2 separate regions of the Sus scrofa genome follow, and region 1 is linked to region 2. A link is a contact called in public HiChIP or PLAC-seq data. All regions are on one chromosome and are shown on one strand. Each heading gives the region's core, a stretch centred on a gene start, on an enhancer-like site or on the middle of the called end of the contact. The rest is flanking DNA. Distances are from core to core; before and after follow the strand shown.

Region 1 (5,109 bases), core at 893-3,392, 78 kb after region 2:
ACTTATTGTGTGTAGACTTTTGGATGATGGCCGTTCTGGCTGGTGTAAGGTGGTACCTCATCGTGGTTTTGATTTGCATTTCTCTAATAATGAGTGATGTTGAACATATTTTCATGTGTTTTATAGGTCATCTGTATGTCTTCTTTGGAGAACTGTCTGTTTAGTTCTTGGTACTGATGGATCCTTAATCCACAGAGCAAGGCCAGGTATCGAACCTGCAACCTCATGGTTCCTAGTCAGATTCGTTAACCACTGAGCCATGACAGGAACTCCTAGGCTTAAGTTTTGACTGCAGGAGGTAGATGGGAATTTATTTACAAACAGGAGCACAAAATGCAGTGCTAGTGCAGGATGTCAGCAATCACTACCTAAAAGGAAGAACGTGCCAGGGCTGAGAACTCAGTTGCTGATTCTAGCTCATGCAGTCTTAACAGGAGAGATTGCCCCCAAGGTGTCTCTTAGGTGGAGAGAAGCAGGAGGGGCAAAGATGTGGGGAAAAAAATCTTAGAAATTACAGTGGTTCATGACCCTGAGATATGCTGATATCCAGTAATGTCATGAGGAGAAGGACCATTAGGAAAAAAAAATATTTGACAAGTCTCCTTAGGGGGTGATAATGAAAACAGCTTGGGGAACACTGATTTAGCTAGACCTAGACATTCTCACATCTCCAAAATCTGAAACCTAGGAAGATCCTCACTCTTTGTGGTCCTGGAGGGTAACTTGGGAATAAACAACACTACCCAGAGGTACCCAAGGAAAATACAGCTAAGCTTCTCTGTGTATGTTGGGAAGGGATGGTGCTTGTAGGTTCAAGGAAAAGAATACTCTGAAAGGACAAGTAAATAATCACAATCTCTAAAGTTTTGTTTTTAGTTTTTTAGGGCCACAGGTCCAGCTAATGGATGTTTCCAGGCTAGGGGTCTAATTGGAGCTACAGCTGACGCCACAGCCACAGCAATGCCAGATCCAAGCCGTGTCTGCGACCTACACCACAGCTCCCAGCAATGCTGGATCCTTAACCCACTGAGCGAGGCCAGGGATAGAATCCACATCTTCCTGGATACTGGTTGGTTCATTTCTGCTGAGCCACAGCGGGAACTCTCACAATCCATTAAGATCTTGCTCTAATCAACACAGTGGCTAACCGGCCCATGAGAGGAAAAGTTTCTTTTATTAGCACCTTTTGTTGAGGAGGAAGTGATGAATGTCTCCCTCGGCCCTGCTGGGTGTCATGTAAGATCAGATCTTGCCTGGAGGAAGCTGTGGAACCACAATACAGCCACCACACTCAGGCTTCCTCGGCCCCTCAGCACCCATTGTTCTCCTTTAAGTCATGCGTGATGTTTCCGCCCCAGAAGGCCTTCCCTTGTGAGCAAATGGAAAGATAGTCAAAAATCTGGAAAGAATGAATGCATCAAAGAGAAAGCAGACACCATGAATCAAACCATGGGGAGATGCACACTGCCCTGACACCAGACAGGAAGAACGGGGCTTGGAGAGAAGCCCTGCAGTTCTCCTTAACCCCTGTTCTCTTCAACCTGGGTTTCTGGGGGGCCATTCACCCCTACTGGCCCCTGAGGCTTATGTGATTAGCTGTGAGAAGGGCCCTTGGGGCGATGTACCCCACCAAAGCCTGGCACTGACTCTGGCCCTGAATTACACACACTGGCAGTGTGATAGGTACACATCTGTAATCTGGGCAGCCTTAGTAGGCTCTTCTTAAGATTTCTGTGCCTCAGTTTCCTCCTCTGTAAAATGGGGGTGATGGTATTGGTCCCTACCTCATAGTGTTGTTATGAGGATGAAACTAGTGAATATATGGGACGTGCCCCAAACAGAGCTTTATAACTCATGGTCTTATGAATGGCCTATACTATTGCTTATGATAACTGATACCCGCCCTCAAGCTGCTCCCACACTAGAAAGGGGACTACTTTCTTACTTTTATTCACCTGAAGGCAAGTACATTTAAATAATTTTTGCCTCTTCTTCTCTGGACTTCAGGCAGGGATATTGCTGCCCCCTTGGGGTTGTCATTTCTTGACTGACCCGTTTTCCCCTCCCCTCTTCTCTCCCACTCAGCAGCCGAGCTCCAGAAGGGGAAGGTGGAGATAACCACTGTCCTTGGGTGGGGGCGGGGTATGCAGCGAAGAGGAAATTTTGATTGAGCCCAATGACTCATGAGTTACTGTACATTTGGCTCAGCAGGGTGAGGTCACAGCACAGACAGGGACCCAAGCTAAGCTCGGCGTGGCCAAGAAATGGAGCTGCTTTCACATGAGGCGTGCTCCAGAGCCATGGTGGTGGTCCTGGGTCATGCACACAACATTCTTTTCCTTTCCAGGTTATTTCGTTAAAAGGGATGTGATGAGCCTAGCTTGTGCAGACACATGTAGGGTCGCTTCTTCTGGTTTGGGGCGTAGCTTTCAAAGGCCCAGCTTATTTGTCCTGCGCCCCATTTCCTAAAGCTCCTTTGACCTTTCTGGAAGGTCACTGGATGATTTATTCTGAACACCACAGGTCGGGCTCCCCAGGAAGCAGGCTCTGCCACAGAGATTTGCCCATACAAAGCTTATAGGGGAATGATCTCAAGGTCAGTTCCTGTTGGGGGAGGAAGGGAAGCAGGATGGACAGAAGAAAAAGGAGAACGTCCATGCTGTCACAACAAAGCCTTCAGCCGATTCCCAAGGAGGTTGGGAGCCGGAATGGCCTTTGACGATTAGAGCCTGGGCAGGCTTTACAGTCCACATTGATCGTGGGATACAGGCTGCTCTGAAAAGGGGCAGAGCAGGTCCTGAGGATGTGGTTGTGAGCTGGGGTAATGAACACCCCGTGCTGAGGGCAGACCTGGGCAACCATGTACCTCAGCCTCCACCGCGCTGAGCGTGGACATTAGACCTTTCTGCCTTTTGCCACTGTTCACATACGCCCCATTTTCTAAGATCTGCAGAGTCCTGTGACTAACGGTACAGGTTTGGGAGTCCGACAGACTCACGTTCCAGTTCTATTTCTGCTGTTCATTTGGTAATATTTATAGAGTACATTTCAGGTGCTGTTCAAGGCACTGAAGGTACAAAAGTGATAACACCCTTCCCTCTGGAGCTTCTGTTCCATGGATGGCAGGAGGACACAGGCCATTATAAAAAGAAAAAAATGATACTAAGTGGACACACACACGTCCACTTAATATCATATATTCTGTATATGTATATACATATATGGAGTTTCCATCGTGGCGCAGTGGTTAACGAATCCGACTAGGAACCATGAGGTTGCGGGTTCGGTCCCTGCCCTTGCTCAGTGGGTTGACGATCCGGCGTTGCCGTGAGCTGTGGTGTAGGTTGCAGACGCGTCTCGGATCCCGCGTTGCTGTGGCTCTGGTGTAGGCTGGTGGCTACAGCTTCGATTCGACCCCTAGCCTGGGAACCTCCATATGCCGCGGGAGCGGCCCAAGAAATAGCAAAAAAAAGACAAAAAAAAATATGTACATAATATATAAATTATAGATTAGATTTCTATATTGCATAAGTGGTATATAGAATAATTAGTGATGTGGAGCAAGGAAGTAGGGCGTACGGGTCAGGGAATGATGGGAATGGCATTTTCTGCGGAGGTCAGGGAGGCCTTCCTGGGCTGAGAAGGTGACATCCGAGCAGACAGCAGACATGGCGTGTGGCCATGCAGAGATCTGGGGAGTGTGGATCCAGGTGGAGGGGACCTGATAAGGGAGTGTTCTGGGAGCACCAGGAGGCCAGCGTGTGGGTAGGGGAGGAAGAGGGAGGAGGCATAGAGAAGGGGGGTTCAGGAGGAAGCGAGAACCTCAAAGAGGTTTGTTTCTAGGCAGTATCCACAACAGACTAATCCAGGGAAACAGAAGGCAGTTTTCTTAGGCTGGGAGACATGGGGAGGTTGGGGGAGGCAGGTGGCTAGGGGATACAGAGTTTCTTTTTGAAATGTTGGAAGTGTTCTCACATTCCCTGAGATGATGGCCCCACTGAGTCTGGGAATGTGCTGAAAGCCATATGGGTTGTACATTGTAGGCAGCAGGCAAGCCGTGTTGTTTGTAAGTTGCATCTGTAAAAGCGGTTTTTAAAATCAGAGTGGTGACTGACAGGAGACCCATCAGGCAAGGCCATCTGGGGCTTGCAGTAATCCAGGTGACAGGCGCTGGTCAAGGGTTCGGGAAACAGGGGAGTATGTGGTTGGATTTAGAGGCCCTTGGATGGTGGAGCTGACAGGAATGAAGTGTGGTAGGACCACTGGGGGAGGGTGTGAGAAAGAGAAGAGTTCTGACTAGTAGATTGGAATTGCCATTTACTAGGATGAAGAGAACTGTGGGAGCAGCACATCTGGGGGAGGAATCAGGAGTTTGTGATGATGTGACTGTGAGAGGCCTGTGAGAGATGCTGCAGGGCCATGGGAGTTGTGCGTAGACTTCACAGAGCGCTCTGGGCTGGAGAGGAATCCTGGGAATTATCAGCATGTTGATGGATTTTAGTCTCTAGACTGGATGAGACACTAGGAAGGAGTAAAGGCACAAGTCTTGGCCAAGTCTGGACCTCTGAGCCTTAGTTTGCCAAACCTGGACGATCTCCCTTGCCGTGGACAGTAGCTCTGAGATCCTCTGGCAGACTGACTGACTGCTCAGTGTCTTCAGCTGTGTTATTTAACTGCTTTATCCAATTGAGTATGGAGCACTGACTGCAAATCAGCCACTCTGCTGGGAACATCAGCTACCTAAAGATCTAAGGACGTGAAGTTCCTGACGTGGCTCAGTGGTTAATGAACCCGATTAGCATCCATGAGGACGTGGATTTGATCCCTGGCCTCGCTCAGTGGGTTAAGGATCCGGCCTTGCCATGAGCTGTGGTGTAGGTCACAGACTCGGCTCGGATCCTGCATTTCTGTGGCTGTGGTGCAGGCCAGCAGCAACAGCTCTGAGTGGACCTCTAGCCTGGGAACCTCCATATGTCATAGGTGTGGCCCTCAAAAAAAAAAAAAAGAAAGAAAAAAGGATCTAAGGATGTACCTTCCAGTGTTCCAATGGAGAAAACAGAGAACACCATCAGCCTAATGATAATGTGTGGCAACCTTCAAGGCCATGAC
Region 2 (5,099 bases), core at 1,209-3,708:
GTATAAAGAAGCATGTACACATATGACACATGTATAAAGGAAATTCTAGAAAATTTTACATCAAATTTAAGAGTAGACTTTTATGGTAAGACTAAAGGAATAGAAAGGGACTTTTGCTTTTAGTATGATACTAAATATGAAAAATAAAGACCCAGTGAAAAGAGATGCAGATCTGATAATTCATAAAAACAGTACTTGTCTGCGAGCATATTAAACTATCACCATATCCCTTAAATTATCTTCATACATCCAGGAAAAACACAAACCAACAATGTAAGACTCTCTTACATATGACAAAGAAATCTATTCTTTGGAAATTGTATAACTGTTCAGTACTTGAATTATGCATATTTAAGAAGCTACAGATGACTTTACAATGGCGACTACTGTAGTACAGGATGTTAGCATATGGCTTGGGAGTCATTTTTCTATTCAAAAAATATAGCCCTCACCTATTCTGCAGCCACTGTGGCACAATTACCAAGTGCTACACCAGATAGTGCCTCCCCAACAAAATCCAATGAACAGTAGATATTTAGCTGTGTACACAAATACACCACGAAAATATATCATATAGCTTCTACTATATATTTCACACTGGAATTAATTTAGGTTACACTGTTGAATATGCCCTTGAGATAAATGTACTCCAATACCTTATAACCACAGTGCCTACTCAACATTCAGAGAGGGGAGTGTATATTGTCTGTGGAGTGGTGAAAAGATGGCCACATTCACAAAGAATCAGAATATTTTTGAGATGGTTTTCTTAGAAAAAAAATGACACTCTTTGCTGATAGTAGAAAGCTCTGTCTGAATGAGAATTCTTTTAAAACTGAAACATTTTAAATACACTTCATTCCTCTGACACAAGACACGTATGTAAGTGAACAGAGAACTTAAGACAGCTTTTAAAACACAGTTTCAATGGCACATTGTCAATCAACTATACTTTAATTTAAATATGTAATAAAAAAACCCCACAGGTTCAAGATACAAATAGAAATCACTTAATACAAATAAGTCAATACTCAAATAATAGAAACAATTGTATCAAACATACTTACCATTGAAAGGATTGATTCCTGCCCGTATTCTTGAAATAATAGCTTCTTTTACTTCTTTTTTTTTTACACATCGAATACCCAAATTTTGAAAACTAGAAAGAAAACACAACTTTCAAATTGCTGTACAGCTAGACACAAGGACACATAAATGAGGTTTTACTAAAGAATACTGCCTAAAACAAGCATAGATCCAACACTGAAGAGTCATTGTACTGTTAGATGGGGTATTAAAAGCATGAAATACATTTCCAATTGCTATGGTAAAGATGTGAGGATAAAAAATGGGGTTATATTTCTAAGGGAACTGTTAAAAGAAAATTAGCATATACTGTATCACTTTATTTATTTATTTATTTGTCTTTTTGCATTTTCTAGGGCTGCTTCCCGTGGCATACGGAGGTTCCTAGGCTAAGGGTCTAATCGGAGCTGTAGCCGCCAGCCTATGCCAGAGCCACAGCAACGTGCGATCCGAGCCGCGTCTACAACCTACACCACAGCTCACGGCAACACCGGATCCTTAACCCGCTGAGCAAAGGCAGGGACCAAACCTGCAACCTCATGGTTCCTAGTTGGATTCGTTAACCATTGCGCCACAATGGGAACTCCAGCCAATACTGTATCATTTTTACATATAGTGTTTTTACAGTTATATCTTACTAACATGCGTAATCTAACATAGCAAAGCAGACAAAGATTAATAGGAAATAATAGGAAAGTGACACCAAAAAGCTAAAATTCACCTCCCAAATTCAAAATCAAATCAATAAAATCTGTACATTTGGTAATGTAAAGCAAAAGTTGTGAAAAAAAAAAAAACTGCCCACAGGCTGACACCTAAAGGTATAGTTTTGCTGAACTCATAAAAGTATTGACTACACTTTTAAAAAATGTGCATAGACTACCAACATTTAAAAATCAGCTAACTGTATATAAACATCTGGACTTCCAGCTTCTCTTGGACATTTTAAAGGTCTGGCAACAATAAACTGGCACAGAAGCACCTGGCTGGAGCTGAGCACCTGCAGCCCTGTTTACACAGGGCTCTCCAGTTTACTAGTCGTTGCTAGTCCCCTTACACTTGAGTCTTTCCACTCCACGAACATCTAGCTTTTGACTTCACATGACTTCACTGCTAGTAGCACAGGCATATGTCTTAAGCCATACCACATGAAGTTATAATAATCATCATAAGAAAGCATCTAAATATATATTTTTTCATTAGAGAGATATTTAATACTAACAATAATATTTAACAACATTTTCAAAATGTCATTATGGAAAATTTCTCAACAGCTACAAATATTACTAATTTGCATCTATGCAGTATAGATGATGGTGGTGGGAACTCCCCTACCACCACCAGTCATACTTGTTCCCACATGGAAAAACCATGACATCATTAAAGTTGGGTGGGTGTGAATAAGGAAGCAAAACTTGATTATAATAACATTACTATTTGTTCAAACCTCACATGGCCCTTTGCAACAGGAGGCCGCTTGCCCTATGTGCCCCTTCCATGCTTTGGTGTCTTATGTTTATGCTCTTCATATTCACCACACTCCTGATTTTGTTAGCACCTAAAATACCTTCAATATTTCCTCCTCCTGCCTCTAATAATTAAAAAATAGGAGAGTTCCCATTGTGGTGCAGTGGTTAAGGAATCTGACTAGGAACCATGAGGTTGCAGGTTCGATCCCTGGCCTTGCTCAGTGGGTTAAGGATCTGATGTTGCTGTGGCTGTGGTATAGGCCGGCGGCTACAGCTCTGATTAGACCCCTAGCCTGGGAACCTCCATGTGTCATGGGTTCTGCCCTAAGAAGACAAAAGACAAAAAAAAAAAAAATTAGACAAAGATCTTCCCTCTGGCCAGATGCAGCCCTAGAAAAGATGAGAAAAAAAAAAAAATCTTGAACACATAATCCTTTTTTGAAATCCTGAAACCATAATCCTCTTTCTCAAAAGTATTCTACTCTTTTGAAAGATTTTTCAGGTGGTTCTCACTTTTTTTTTGACAAAAGATTTTACTTTAAAGAACTCTTCATTTTAATATATTTATACACTAATTGATTGCTTCACCTGAATAATCATATTTGACTGCAATTCATACAATGAAATTGTGACATGAGAAATCCAAGGATCACAGAGATTAGAGATTATGTGAATCAATTTTTCATTCATTCAGACTCATTCCACAAATTCTGGGGTTCCTACTATGCACGAACAGCTCTAGTAAGTAATGGGAATATACACTCCCTCTTCTTATGGAACTTAGAGTCTAGAGCAGTGGTTGGCAAACTATAGTCCACAGACTAAATCTTGACCACCACCTGTTTTGTAAATAAAGTTTTACTGGAACACAAACTCTTTTGTTTGCATGTTATCTATGGGTGCTTTCATGCCACAACGGCAGAGTTCACTAGTTGCAACAGAGACCACAGGGCCTACAAAGCCTAAAATATTTACTATCTGGACTTTTATAGAAAATGTTTATGTTGCTCTCTAATCAAGGGAAACAGTTGTTAAGTAATCACACACAAAAATGCTAAACCAAAGCCCTGACAGGTGTCATAAAGGAGATACACATGATGTCACAGAAGCCTAGGATGGGAGAGGTGATCAACTACGTGACAGTTACGAAAGTCACTGAGAGAGGTGAAGAGATTCAAGACCTATTTAGGAGGTACGTGTTAGTGAATTCTATGTGTGCATGTCTGTGAGGGGGTTGTTAAGGATGACACCTATGTTTGGGACATTTATAGCAACCAGTAAAATAAGGTACATTAGAAGACCAATTTTGAGATGAAAGAGGTTATGATCAGGGTAACATCATGGTTTGGGGGGATACTCTATTTGAGGTGCTTTTGAGATATTTAAGTGAGTATGCCAAAAAAGGGGAGTTGCAGAGTACCCCTTGTGACTCAGCAGAAATGAATGTGACTAGCATCCATGGGGACACAGGTTCAATCCGGGCCTTGCTCAGTGGGTTAGGGATCTGGCACTGCCATGAGCTGTGGTGTAGGTCACAGATGTGGCTCGGATCCAGTGTTGCTGTGGCTCTGGCTTAGGCCAGCAGATACAGCTCTGATTTGATCCCTAGCCTGGGAACCTCCATATGGCACTGGTGAGGGCTTAAAAAAGACCAAAAGGGGGGGGGGTTCCCTTGGTGGCTTAGTGAGTTAAGGATCTGGAGTTGTCACTGCTGTGGCTTGGGTTTGATCCCTGGCCTGGGAACTTCTGCATGCTGTGGGTGCAAGCTAAAAAAAAAAAAAAAAAAAAAAAAAAAATCAAACTTATTACCATTTCTCACTGAAAGGAACCATCAGAGATCCTTAAAAAACAAACACAAACACACACACACACAAAAAACAACTGATGATTTCAAGGCTGGGGCAAGAAAAGTACACTTCAGTCTTAAACACTGCTGTGTCAGAAAGTAAAGAACTGCTCAAAGAAAGAGGGGAAATATCAAAAGGAGAGAGCAAACAGTTTAAAGGGGCTTGCATTGGTCAAATTTGGGTCAATTTGAAAATCTAAATAATAATGCTGATAATGCAGTAGGATTCAATCACAATAAATTGAATATAAGAATCCATGAGTCTAGAACAGTACTTTGAGGTAGGAGAAGATGGGAAAGTTTTTCCTTTACAACAAAATGCTAATTAATATCACCAATGGAAAAACACTGATAATCACATCTTCTGAAACATTATTTTGAGAATAACACGACAGTTCCAACAGGCATTGCTGGACATAATTACAGTAGTCCAAAAATTTAAAAGTTTGAGAAGGAAGAGCCAGACAAGTAAGAAGTAAAACAGGAGAGTTTGTTTTCATAAAATCAGAAATCAAAGAATAAAAATGTTTCAAGAGAGGAGTAATATACAATGTAAAATGCTATTGGGAGGTCAAATAATATAAACAGGAATTATTTCTTGCCAAGTTTGTGTAACTAAATATTTTATGTTTTGTGTTGTAAGTAAAAGAAGAATGTTTTTAAAGAATATTTTCTATGGAGTTCCTGTCATGGCTCAG

Evidence for each region. HiChIP or PLAC-seq counts read pairs in DNA pulled down with a chosen protein or histone mark.
Region 1: a contact with region 2 is called in an H3K27ac HiChIP or PLAC-seq map of alveolar macrophages. The contact joins two enhancer-like sites. A contact is called at or near these places in 2 of 47 Hi-C or Micro-C datasets (blood and epiblast stem cells) and 1 of 2 datasets of contacts at active chromatin or transcription factors (alveolar macrophages).

What each region holds. Positions count from the first base shown.
Region 1 is chr3:80,970,244-80,975,352 of Sscrofa11.1, forward strand. No RefSeq gene overlaps it. Among named protein-coding and RNA genes, the nearest start is that of PAPOLG, 53 kb to the right of the region's middle. Within about 2 kb of position 2,143, at least 20 of the 83 cell types and tissues checked have an H3K27ac peak or open chromatin away from gene starts, as enhancers often do. A contact at or near this core is called in alveolar macrophages, where this site is marked.
Region 2 is chr3:80,891,808-80,896,906 of Sscrofa11.1, forward strand. REL (proto-oncogene c-Rel) reads right to left here. Exons shown (of 10, transcript XM_005662527.3): 4 at 1,068-1,159. Among named protein-coding and RNA genes, the nearest start is that of REL, 18 kb to the right of the region's middle. Within about 2 kb of position 2,459, at least 2 of the 83 cell types and tissues checked have an H3K27ac peak or open chromatin away from gene starts, as enhancers often do. A contact at or near this core is called in alveolar macrophages, where this site is marked.